Linked DNA regions of Drosophila melanogaster: region 2 is linked to region 1. A link is a contact called in public Hi-C data. All regions are on one chromosome and are shown on one strand. The core of a region is the stretch at or near the end of the contact, and the rest is flanking DNA. Distances in the headings are between cores, read along the strand shown. Region 1 holds the start of Coq7 (Coenzyme Q7). Region 2 holds the start of CG11122.

Evidence for each region. Hi-C and Micro-C count contacts between places; a contact is called where the count stands out from the background.
Region 2: a Hi-C map of the Kc167 cell line shows a contact between it and region 1, with 3 times the contacts expected there. The contact joins the promoter of CG11122 here to the promoter of Coq7 in region 1. A contact is called at or near these places in 3 of 107 Hi-C or Micro-C datasets (the D17-c3 cell line, the Kc167 cell line and the S2 cell line).

Annotation. Positions count from the first base shown.
Region 1 is chrX:6,767,886-6,773,254 of dm6, forward strand. Coq7 (Coenzyme Q7) reads left to right here and starts at 3,340. Exons shown (of 3, transcript NM_143710.3): 1 at 3,340-3,488; 2 at 4,342-4,838; 3 at 4,902-5,154. The coding sequence starts at 3,485. The coding sequence ends at 5,060. sov (small ovary) reads left to right here. Exons shown (of 7, transcript NM_132120.2): 5 at 1-453; 6 at 522-1,168; 7 at 1,243-2,827. The coding sequence ends at 2,412. It overlaps shf (shifted), which reads right to left. Exons shown (of 8, transcript NM_132121.3): 5 at 5,176-5,364; 6 at 4,120-4,215; 7 at 3,852-4,049; 8 at 3,578-3,774. The coding sequence ends at 3,731.
Region 2 is chrX:11,122,133-11,127,501 of dm6, forward strand. CG11122 reads right to left here and starts at 2,594. Exons shown (of 3, transcript NM_132457.2): 1 at 1-2,594. The coding sequence starts at 1,466. It overlaps Rpt3 (Regulatory particle triple-A ATPase 3), which reads left to right and starts at 2,969. Exons shown (of 3, transcript NM_001298179.1): 1 at 2,969-3,216; 2 at 3,291-3,374; 3 at 3,433-4,653. The coding sequence starts at 3,181. The coding sequence ends at 4,554. SrpRalpha (Signal recognition particle receptor alpha) reads right to left here. Exons shown (of 3, transcript NM_080148.3): 3 at 4,745-5,369. The coding sequence ends at 4,843.

The DNA.
Region 1 (5,369 bases), core at 2,090-4,589:
ATTCAGAAAAACCATCTACTTCCGGACAAAGTGGTGATGCAGCGACGGAGCAGCTGAATCCAGATGTTCCTGGAACCCACAAGCCCATCAAGCCACCGTTACGCTATGTGCCCCCGGACCAACGCTACCGCTGTGGCTTCCTCCGATGTAGCGTCCTTTGTTTTTCGGAATCTGCGGTGCGCAAACACATGCAGGCTAACCACAAATACTCGGAGGTGGTAAGGTGCCCGCACTGCAAGAACTGCCAGGGTCAGTTTGGAGTAGATAAGTACTTTGACCATCTTGCAATGCATAAGCGGCACATCTTCCAATGCGGCGCTTGCTCACGTCACAATAGCAGGCGTGTCATCGAGCGGCACATACAGGAACGTCACAATATTCAAGATGTGGACATGATCGTACACCGCCATAATGACAGCAACAAAACGACCGAAGCCCGCTGGCTGAAGGCGCGTAAGTGTTGAATTTAACTGACCTTCATTTGAAAAAGCCCACTCAAGTGTTATATCCCCACTCTTTAGCTAAATTGGCACGTCATTCGCTAATGGAGTACACGTGTAACCTGTGCCTCAAGTACTTTCCAACGACCGTGCAGATCATGGCCCATGCGGCGTCCGTTCACAAACGCAACTACCAGTACCACTGTCCGTACTGTGAATTTGGTGGAAACCTCGCCACCGCGCTCATTGAACACATCCTTCGCGAGCACCCGGAAAGGGAAGTGCAGCCTGTGCAAATCTACCAGCGCATCGTGTGTAAGAACAAGCAGACGCTAGGCTTCTACTGCACCACCTGTCACGAGGTGGCCAGCAGCTTCCAGAAGATCGCTATGCACTGCGACAAGGAGCATAAGTCGCGCAATCCGGTGCAATGTCCCCACTGCATTTTCGGGCATTTGGCCGAACGCCAGGTTGTCTTACACATACAAGAGAAGCATCCCCATGAACGCGGACTGGCAATGGTGCAGTTCGAACGCGTGCTTAATGACATCCCGAACAGCATAAGCTGGGAGATAGGTCGGCCCATCGAAGTGGAGCCTGAGAAGGAGATCCCGAACAATGGGGAGAGTGCATTCCTGCCGCTAAGCCAGAGACAGGTTGTAACGGAAGTGGTGGACCTGCTGGATTCAGACGACGAGGCGGACGAGTACGGTGAACAAGATGACGCGGTAAGTAAAGTGTGGCTGATGCAGGCCCAATTTTCAATTTTGTTTTCCTTATGCTCATTATTATTTTGCTACAGAAAATCGTGGAGTTCGCCTGCACACACTGCGACGGGACAAACACCAACTTGCCGGACCTACGCTCCCAGCACTGGGCCCGCGAACATCCCGACCAGCCCTTCTATTTCCGCGTTCAGCCGATGCTGCTCTGCTCCGAGTGCAAGAGATTTAGGGGCAATGCAAAGGCACTTCGCGAGCACCTGCGTGCGACACACTCTATCCGGAGCATAGTGGCTGCGGACATTCGTCGACCGATGGAGTGCGCTTACTGCGACTACCGCTATAAAAACAGGCACGATCTTGCGAAACACATCAGTGAGATAGGTCACCTGCCCAATGACCTGAAGCACGTAACAGATGATGAAATTGATGCCCTGATGCTGCTCAGTGCCAGTGGAAGTGGTGGGGCTGTTAACGAATACTACCAGTGCGGATTGTGCAGTGTGGTTATGCCAACGAAGGAGACAATTGTCCAGCACGGCCAAGTGGAACACTGCAAGCCCGACGAGCGTTTCTGCTTCCGGCAGCTAGTGTCGCCAGTGATATACCATTGTTCCTTCTGCATGTTCAACTCGACCGATGAGCTGACTACGCTGCGCCATATGGTGGACCACTACAGCCGCTTCCTGGTCTGCCATTTCTGCACACGCTCTCAGCCGGGTGGTTTCGATGAGTACATCCAGCACTGCTATACCTACCACCGGGACGATATCAAATCCTTCCGGGACGTGCACACGTTTAGCGATCTGAAGAGGTACCTTAGTCAGGTGCATTACCAATTCCAGAATGGGTTGATTATCACAAAAAGCAGTCTCCGTTATACACGTTACAAATCCGACAAATGTATGCTTGAGCTAGACGCTGAGCTAATGGCCAAGGCCCAGCGGCCACCCATTCCGCGTCTGCATATCAGACTCAAGTCGACCGGCGTTCAGATGCAGAGCCCCGAGGGGGCTGATGTGGAGAAACCTGTGTCGTTGTTGCGGATCACAAAGCGACGAAAAACGCTTAATCCTGGCGAATTGCTCCGCTCATTCCGCGAGGAGAATGAGGTACAGCCACAGCCACCGGCCTCTTCAACATCGTCGGGGACGGCTCCTTCTCCTGCGGCAGGTTCTGTGTTCAACCTGTTCAAGCGCCGCAACAGTCTCGTTGTCCGCCCAGCAACCAGCAACTTGGATCAACACTAACACCACAACATTATTATAATTTTTTTTTTTTTTTATTTCTTCTGGACCCCATTTATGCATATTTCGTACTAGTTTCAAACTATTTAAGCATTTTTTTTTTAAACATAATTATGAGATCATGTTTACTACATTTGTAAGATCAATAATGATAAGATAGGACTCTAACTGACAACGGCTTCAAATAATTAAACTATTGTTTTAACTGAATCAATTCATGTATTCTGGTATAACATGGCAAGGAATAAAGATGGACATGAACTAACTCTGATGCCAACGCCGTCTGAAAGCTCAAGGAAGCTGGGTTCGGAAAAATCGAAATTGAAATTTGACTGCTGGAATCGTTTAGAACTTTGATACGAAAAGCATTTTGGACAATTAGAACACGCATGATAAGTAAGAATCGATTTTGTTTAATAAAAACGACAGTGCGTCTATCCCAAGACCAGCAGTGTTGTACATACCGGCTTCCTGTTTATCAATCAGTTACTGCGACACTTGTAGAGCGAATCTCATGGTGTGGCGCTAGCATCACGCATTTGAATCCACCGCGCCACAATCTCCTAGCGGGTAGTTACCCGGGACGATTGTGGTAATTTTCATTGAGATACACATAGAATCCGCATTTAATGCTTTATGTTGCATCTCAGATCAATCACATATGTATATACATATATGTATGTAATTTGTGAGTTGCGGCACAGCTGATTGCGTTACTATCGGCTATCGTCGGATGATCGGTCAGGGCTGCAAATGTGTAAATAAATTCGTAGTGTTTTTGATCTAATCAAAACCATAAAGTTGAGATGTTCTATGGTGTTGCTGCTATCATTAAAATAATATGAAAATATAAAATAAATATATGAACAGTTTGAGTCAATGGTCAATGGCGTGACTCACGAACGTGGTGCGATACCGGTGGCAGGCACGTGAGGATGGCCCATCCCTGGATTGGATTGCGCAAAAATAAACAGAACGCAAATTGTTTTTGTGCTCGGCAATTCGGCGAATTGCACTTTACCTAATAATTTATTTATTCAACACAATACATCTCGTGGAAAGCTGCAAATTAGCAATGAGTAAGTAGACTGCACTCAGTGGCTCACAACTGACCCTCGAAATCTTCGCTAGATCACGACGCATTAACTCTTAGATTTTGTTTTTATTTAAAAATGTTATGTTAAATTACAAAAAAAATGTATCACAATTAGAATTATTTTCGTTTCTTCCTTTTGTCGCTGTTGCTGTTGTTCTTGTCGTGCTGGTTTAGTAGAAAAGTGAAAAGTTGATTGAATATTTTGGATCGTGTGCGCCGGTAGCCCTAGAACTTGGAGTCATCGTTTCGGTGGACATGTCGTCGCTTGCCTGAAAACGATGAGATTAGCAAATTTTTATAAGCCCATCCTGATCACCGGACATTCCAGGATCAACGCTGCACTTACGACCGTTGCAGTGGCGTCCATAGAATCCCGGATGGCACTTGCAGTGCTTGTGGGAGACGCAGGTGCCATTGCGACACTTGCAGATGGAGCGCTGCTTGCGCCCGATCTCGCAGTGATCGCCTCGTAGTCCGTTGGGGCAGCGGCACAGGTTGTTCCCGATGCACCGTCCCTCGTTCTTGCAGGGGATCACACACTTGGCTGTGAGGGAAATGGGTGGGCAAAGGTTCAGTGTTTCGCCTCGATAAGAGTTGAGCCGTTTGCTACTCACAGTACTCGCAACGCAGGCCGTAGTAACCCTTGGAGCACTGGCACTTGTCCTTCTGTATACACTTGCCGCCATTCAAGCACTTGTCCTTGCAAATACCTGTTGATTACAATGGGATACTATTAGTTGCGCGCCAGGCACATTTCATTCTTATATAATGCCCAGTTATCTTGCCCCAAGTGTACTTAATCATCGCGTATCGTATCACCCTCCTTTTCTACGCAGATGGAATGCTGAGAAGAGGTCTTAGCCGGCCCGAGCCACGCCTGCTCTCCAAGCGCTATCTAAGCTCAGCAACTGGAGGAGGATCAGCAGGCACGACCGAAGGAGGCAGCTCTGAAACCACCCCGCTGCGTCCACGTCCAAATGCGCTCACAGATGAGATTATACGCGTCGATCATGCCGGCGAATTGGGAGCAGATCGCATTTACGCCGGGCAAATGGCCATTCTGGGCAACGGACCGCTGGGCAAGACCATCGGACACATGTGGGAGCAGGAGAAAGAGCATCGTAAACAGTTCGAGCAGCTCATTCAACAGCACCGCGTGCGTCCAACGATCATGACGCCAATTTGGAACGTGGCCGGATTTGTGCTGGGCGCCGGAACCGCCCTCATGGGCGAAAAGGCAGCCATGGCCTGCACGGTGGCAGTGGAGACGGTGATCGTAGAACACTACAATGACCAGCTGCGTCAGATAATGGAGGCACCGAACCCGGATAAGGTAAGTACCATTTGCAACTGCCCCAAGCAACGGACGAAGTAACAACGTTATATGATTTTGCAGGAGCTGTTGGCCACCATCACCAAGTTCCGGGACGAGGAGCAGGAGCACCACGACACGGGCATTGATCACGGTGCCGAGCAAGCGCCCTTTTACCAGGCCATGACCGAGGTAATCAAGTTTGGCTGCAAGACGGCTATTGCCATCTCGAAGAAGATCTAGGCTGAAACAGTTGGGCCCCCTGTATATATCAAAATCAAATTATCTGTTCCGCTAAGCTAACCGTGTTAAGCATTAAAGATAGAGCTAAATGTCCATAATAGTCGCGTCTACTTACCACCTTCGCACTGCGTGCCCTGGTAGCCCTCCGGACAGGTGCAGACGGACGGCGCCGTGCAGTTACCGCCATTGAGACACTGCGGAAAACAGAAGGCCGTCTCGCAGTATTGGCCCGTGTAGCCCACGTTGCACTTGCAGATGTGGTGCTCGTTGCAGTACCCGTTCTTGCCGCACTTCAAGCTGCATTCTGGA
Region 2 (5,369 bases), core at 1,344-3,843, 4.4 Mb after region 1:
AACTTGGAGAGATCGCGCAGTCCCAGGTAGTTTGGCTGCTTCAGCTTCTTGACCAGCCGTCCGCCCTCGTTGATCAGCGTGAACTTCTTCACGTAGTCCCACTTCCACTTCCAACTGTGCTTCGTGTGCGGTCTCCGGCGGAATTTGGCCAGCGGTAGCAGTTCCCCCGTGCCGCCAAATTGATCCGCGGTCAGTAGAGTGGGATAGGAGGCGCCGCCAGGCCCCAGCTGACTGGGTCCGTGCAGCATAATGAGGTCTGACTTATGGGATGCGGACGACGATGTGGCTGACGTTGTGGACGTCGAAGACGAGGTGAACAGCCGTCCGTCGAGGTGATTCTGGAGGTTGTGCCGTACATTAGAGATCACATCCTTGTAGAACTTGTCATCGAACACTGAGTTGGCGACGGAGGCGGATGATGAGACGCAGGCCATGCTGGCTGGCAGCCGGAAGACTGCATCCGGATTGACAGACTCCTGCAGAGCCATGTTACCCGCTGCAGCAGTCTGCTGATGCGACTGCGACTGTTGATGCTGATGCTGATTCTGTTGCTGTCGCTGCGTCGCCGCCCGACTGCTGCTCCGGGATTTGCTGCTGGGCGTGGCCAGGGGCGGCGGCTCCTCCTCCTTGCGCTGGTTTCGATTCCGATGGCTGGGCAGACGGTTCTGGGTAAGGCCGAGGCGAAAGAGCACCGGCTCGTCGGCGCCCATCAGACCCGGTTTGGTGGCATGGCCATCCTCCGGATGATGAAGCGAATGCTGCTGGCGCTGGTGTCCCAACAGGTGATCTGCGTCCTGGAACCGCAGGCGACACGGCTGGCAGGCGAAATACTTATCTGCATGCTGCTCGCTGAGGTGCTGGAATAGCTGCTCCAAATGCTTGGCCGGCAGGCAGATCTGCGGGGGCGTGGCCTGGCGGCGATTGCCTTGCTGGCCACACCACTGGCAGCCGGGGAAGCCGCCGGCGGGATGAGAATTGGAGCTGGTGGAACGACCGCTGCAGCGTCGTTCCTGCCGCTCGGTGTGAAACTTGTCCACATGCTTGGCCTGCAGCTTGCCGGAGGCGAACTTCCTATCACAGTACAGACACAGGACCTTCGAGTGCGCGGCTCCACCCAGGCCGGCGGCCTCTTCCCGCTCGCGCTCGCGCTCCCTCTCCCGTTCTCGTTCCCGTTCCTCCGTCATCTGATGCAGCTTCTCCACCAAACGGGGCAGCCGCTCCAGCGGCAGGCTGCAGATCAGCGAGAGCGGCTCTTGTTCCGCTTCCAGCTGATCCTCGTGCGGTTCCACCTCTTCCTGTTCCGCGTCCACATCCTCCTCCTGCCGGGTCTGTCGTTTTTTGCGCGGATTAGATGAGGCAGCGGCCGTGGCTGGTGCCGTTGCCGGTCCAATTGGATTCTTGCCGTTGACCTGCTCCTCCGAGAACTTGAAGCCACGGCGCAGGCCGAAGCGCGACATGGTCTTCATGTGGAGGCCACTGGGTCGTCCGTGGTTGCGTTGCACAAGTTAACTGCTTCGCCACTCCTGCAAGCAGTGCGGGGTGTGCGGACAACAATTTACTGCTGCACGCACACTGCTTCGTTCTTCCTTCTTCTTTTTGTTGACAAATAAACCGCAAGAAGAAGCAGCGAAAAACAAAAACTACTCACACACACGTACGCACACACACTCGCACGCACACCTGCTCAATTGGAAATTATACAATAAACATTTTCAACTCCTCGAATTGATCTCGCTCTGTTATCGGACACTATTGTTTTGGCCAACAGCTATATATAGCATAACTACCACTCCACTGCACAAGACCACACTGTCCACTTGGATATCCCGACTTGGTCTCTCCTGCGTATCTAAATACGTTTCGTTTTGTTTCGTTCTATTCGTTTTGTTCTGTGTTTCGGTTCGTTGTATTGCACTGTATTCCGGGATTTCACGGGATTGCTTTCCGTTTTGTTGTTTTGTTTCTTGTTTTTTTCTTGTATATTTTGTTCTTTTCGCTTGGATACGGACCAGACCAGGAGCGCCAACGGATCCGTATCAGTGCCTTGCACTTAAATTTAAGCACGGCATTGCAGCAGCTCGACCACCAGTGTAGCGCATTCAATTTTCCCTGGCCGTTCTTTCCACCCTAACAACTGCGTTAGGAGGTATCTAACGTTTAGCCCAAATCGATGCGTGCGTACGGCGCAGAGGGGGCGGCGGCGCGGCCAGAGGGGGCGGGGCACGGCAGCAGGACAACGACGACAACGACAACGATACTTTGTGGGAAACGTACTCGGAATCGGAATCGGAATCGTACTCGTACCCGTTCTCTTTCCCGTTCTGATGCTAGCGATATTGGGGAAACGATTTTTCGGCGACGGCGGCGGCATTATCAGCCATCGAATTGTGCTATATAAACAGCAAATTCGATTTCACTGTCCTACCAGCGCTCGTGTGTGTATATATTTGGTTCGTTCGCACACGCACACATAGCACACACAGAAGCAGCAGGAGCGACCGAAATGTTAAATGTGTGTGTTTTTCTACTCTTTTTTTTTCTTATGGGAAATCGAAATCGCGTCAAAATGGTCGGGTTTTGCCAGTGTGTACACACTTGTACCCGCTGGCGAGAAAGGTACTCGAACTATCGATAGTTGCGTCTCGAGCAGCGATACTTTGGCATGGTTCTACGTGAATTGCTTAGAATAACTTGCGATTTTATCAATTACTTATAAGCGATCTGCATTCGAAATAGTTTTTGTTAGTAATAAATCTGTTATCAGCTTTTGTTCCAATCAGAGCTGGTATATATCGGGCAATTATCAGACAGCTGATTTTTTCCCATCACCAGATGCTTTGAAACGTATTAAAAAATACTTTCCGGATATTAAGTGAGAAACATGACATGTGATATTAGATTTATTTGTATACAACATTTTAGCTTTACAGACTAACTGGTATAGGATATTGTCCAATAAAGAGGAGTTGCTTTCTTATCAGAAAGAGTATATATCGAAAAAAAAAACCGATTGAAAGAGCAGCACAATTTGATAGATAAATGGCCCCATCGATAGATCACAATCGATTGCGGACAGGGTTGCCACCACAACGCACTGCTGGCTTGTTTTTGACGAGTCATTTTGGTCGCCTCGCAGAAAACGCAAACTAATAAAACGAGACTCATTGCTGAACGAAAAGAATGCCGTACAACATGGACGTACTGATACCGGAAAAGGTGCGTAGTTGCCTCTCTGCGCCGCCTGGCATGCGTACTAATTACCTCTTTCCCAATTCCACTTTTTCCACCAGGACGAGCTCTCCGACTTGAAGCTAAAAGATGCGCACAGTTCCCTGGACGAACTGGACATGGAGGATCTCTACGTGCGTTACAAGGTGAGTCGTCCACTGGTCTTCCATTTGATCACCCATCTAAGCGGCCATTGTGTTGTAGAAACTGCAAAAGACACTGGAGTTCATTGAAGTGCAGGAGGAGTACATCAAGGACGAGCAGCGAAACCTGAAAAAGGAGTATCTGCACGCCCAGGAGGAGGTGAAGCGCATCCAGTCGGTGCCGCTGGTGATTGGCCAGTTCCTGGAGGCCGTCGATCAGAACACGGGCATTGTGGGCTCCACCACCGGCTCCAATTACTATGTGCGCATCCTGTCCACCATCGATCGCGAGCTGCTGAAGCCCTCCGCCTCGGTGGCCCTGCACAAGCACAGCAACGCGCTGGTGGACGTGCTGCCACCAGAGGCGGATAGCTCCATTTCGATGCTGCAGCCGGATGAGAAGCCCGACGTTAGCTATGCGGACATTGGTGGCATGGACATGCAGAAGCAGGAGATCCGCGAGGCAGTCGAACTGCCGCTGACCCACTTCGAGCTGTACAAGCAGATTGGCATCGATCCGCCGCGCGGCGTGCTTATGTACGGTCCGCCCGGTTGCGGCAAGACCATGTTGGCCAAGGCGGTGGCCCATCATACGACGGCGTCGTTCATACGCGTCGTCGGCTCGGAGTTCGTGCAGAAGTACCTCGGCGAGGGACCGCGCATGGTGCGCGACGTTTTCAGGCTGGCCAAGGAGAACGCGCCGGCCATCATCTTCATTGACGAGATCGATGCGATTGCCACGAAGCGTTTCGATGCGCAGACTGGCGCCGATCGCGAGGTGCAGCGCATTCTGCTCGAGCTGCTCAACCAGATGGACGGGTTCGATCAGACCACGAACGTTAAGGTGATCATGGCTACCAACAGGGCGGACACACTCGATCCGGCATTGCTGCGACCTGGTCGATTGGATCGTAAGATTGAGTTCCCGCTGCCCGATCGCCGGCAGAAGCGACTCGTCTTCTCCACCATCACCTCGAAGATGAACCTAAGCGAGGATGTCGATTTGGAGGAGTTTGTGGCGCGGCCGGACAAGATCTCCGGTGCCGATATCAACGCCATTTGCCAAGAGGCGGGCATGCACGCGGTGCGTGAGAATCGCTACATCGTTTTGGCCAAGGACTTCGAGAAGGGCTACAAGAACAATATCAAGAAGGACGAGCAGGAGCACGAGTTCTACAAATAGATTATATTAATTCATACACACTACTCCCGCCCCATTTTTTCCCCCAACACACTAAACTCTTCTTTGTACGCATAAAGTTATAAACATTAATAAAAAAATAAAAAAAAACAAAACAACTTGTAATCGAAGTGCCAAGCGATCCTTAATCCTAAACGAACCAACAGCCAACAGTGGGCAAAGCATTCCATTTACGCAACAACAAACTAGACAAAAGCCATATATTTGATTCGGTGAAAAGAGTGGATGCAAACAAGGAGCATTGGAAGGATAGCCGGATCGACGGCTGGCTTACTTCATCAGGGAATTGACCACGGCGTTCACATTGATGGCCTTTAGGTCGGCATACGTCTGACCCGTGCCCACGAACACAATTGGCTGGCCGGTTATGTAGGTCATGGAGATGGCGGCGCCCACCTTGTCATCGATGGTATCGAACTTGGTCAACACTATGCCGTCGATGATGTGCGGGTTCTCGTTGGATGAGTAGTCGGCCAGCGACTGATTGAACTTGACCAGCTGGTCGACGGCTTCGTTGCCCACCAGTGCCTCGCCCACGAATAGCACCAGATCCGGATTGTTCACTTTGATTAGCTTGGACAGGGAACGCATCAGCGGCTCGTTATCCTGCATGCGTCCGGCGGTGTCCACAAGCACCACATCCACTCGCGTATCGTGGGCAAACTTGATGGCCTCCATGGCAATGCCGGCGGCATCCTTGCCGTAACCCTTCTCGTACAACTGCACCATGTTGCGTCCATCGTGCTTGGCCGCCGGATGCAGTGCGTTCAGATGGCGTGTGTGTGTGCGCAACTGCT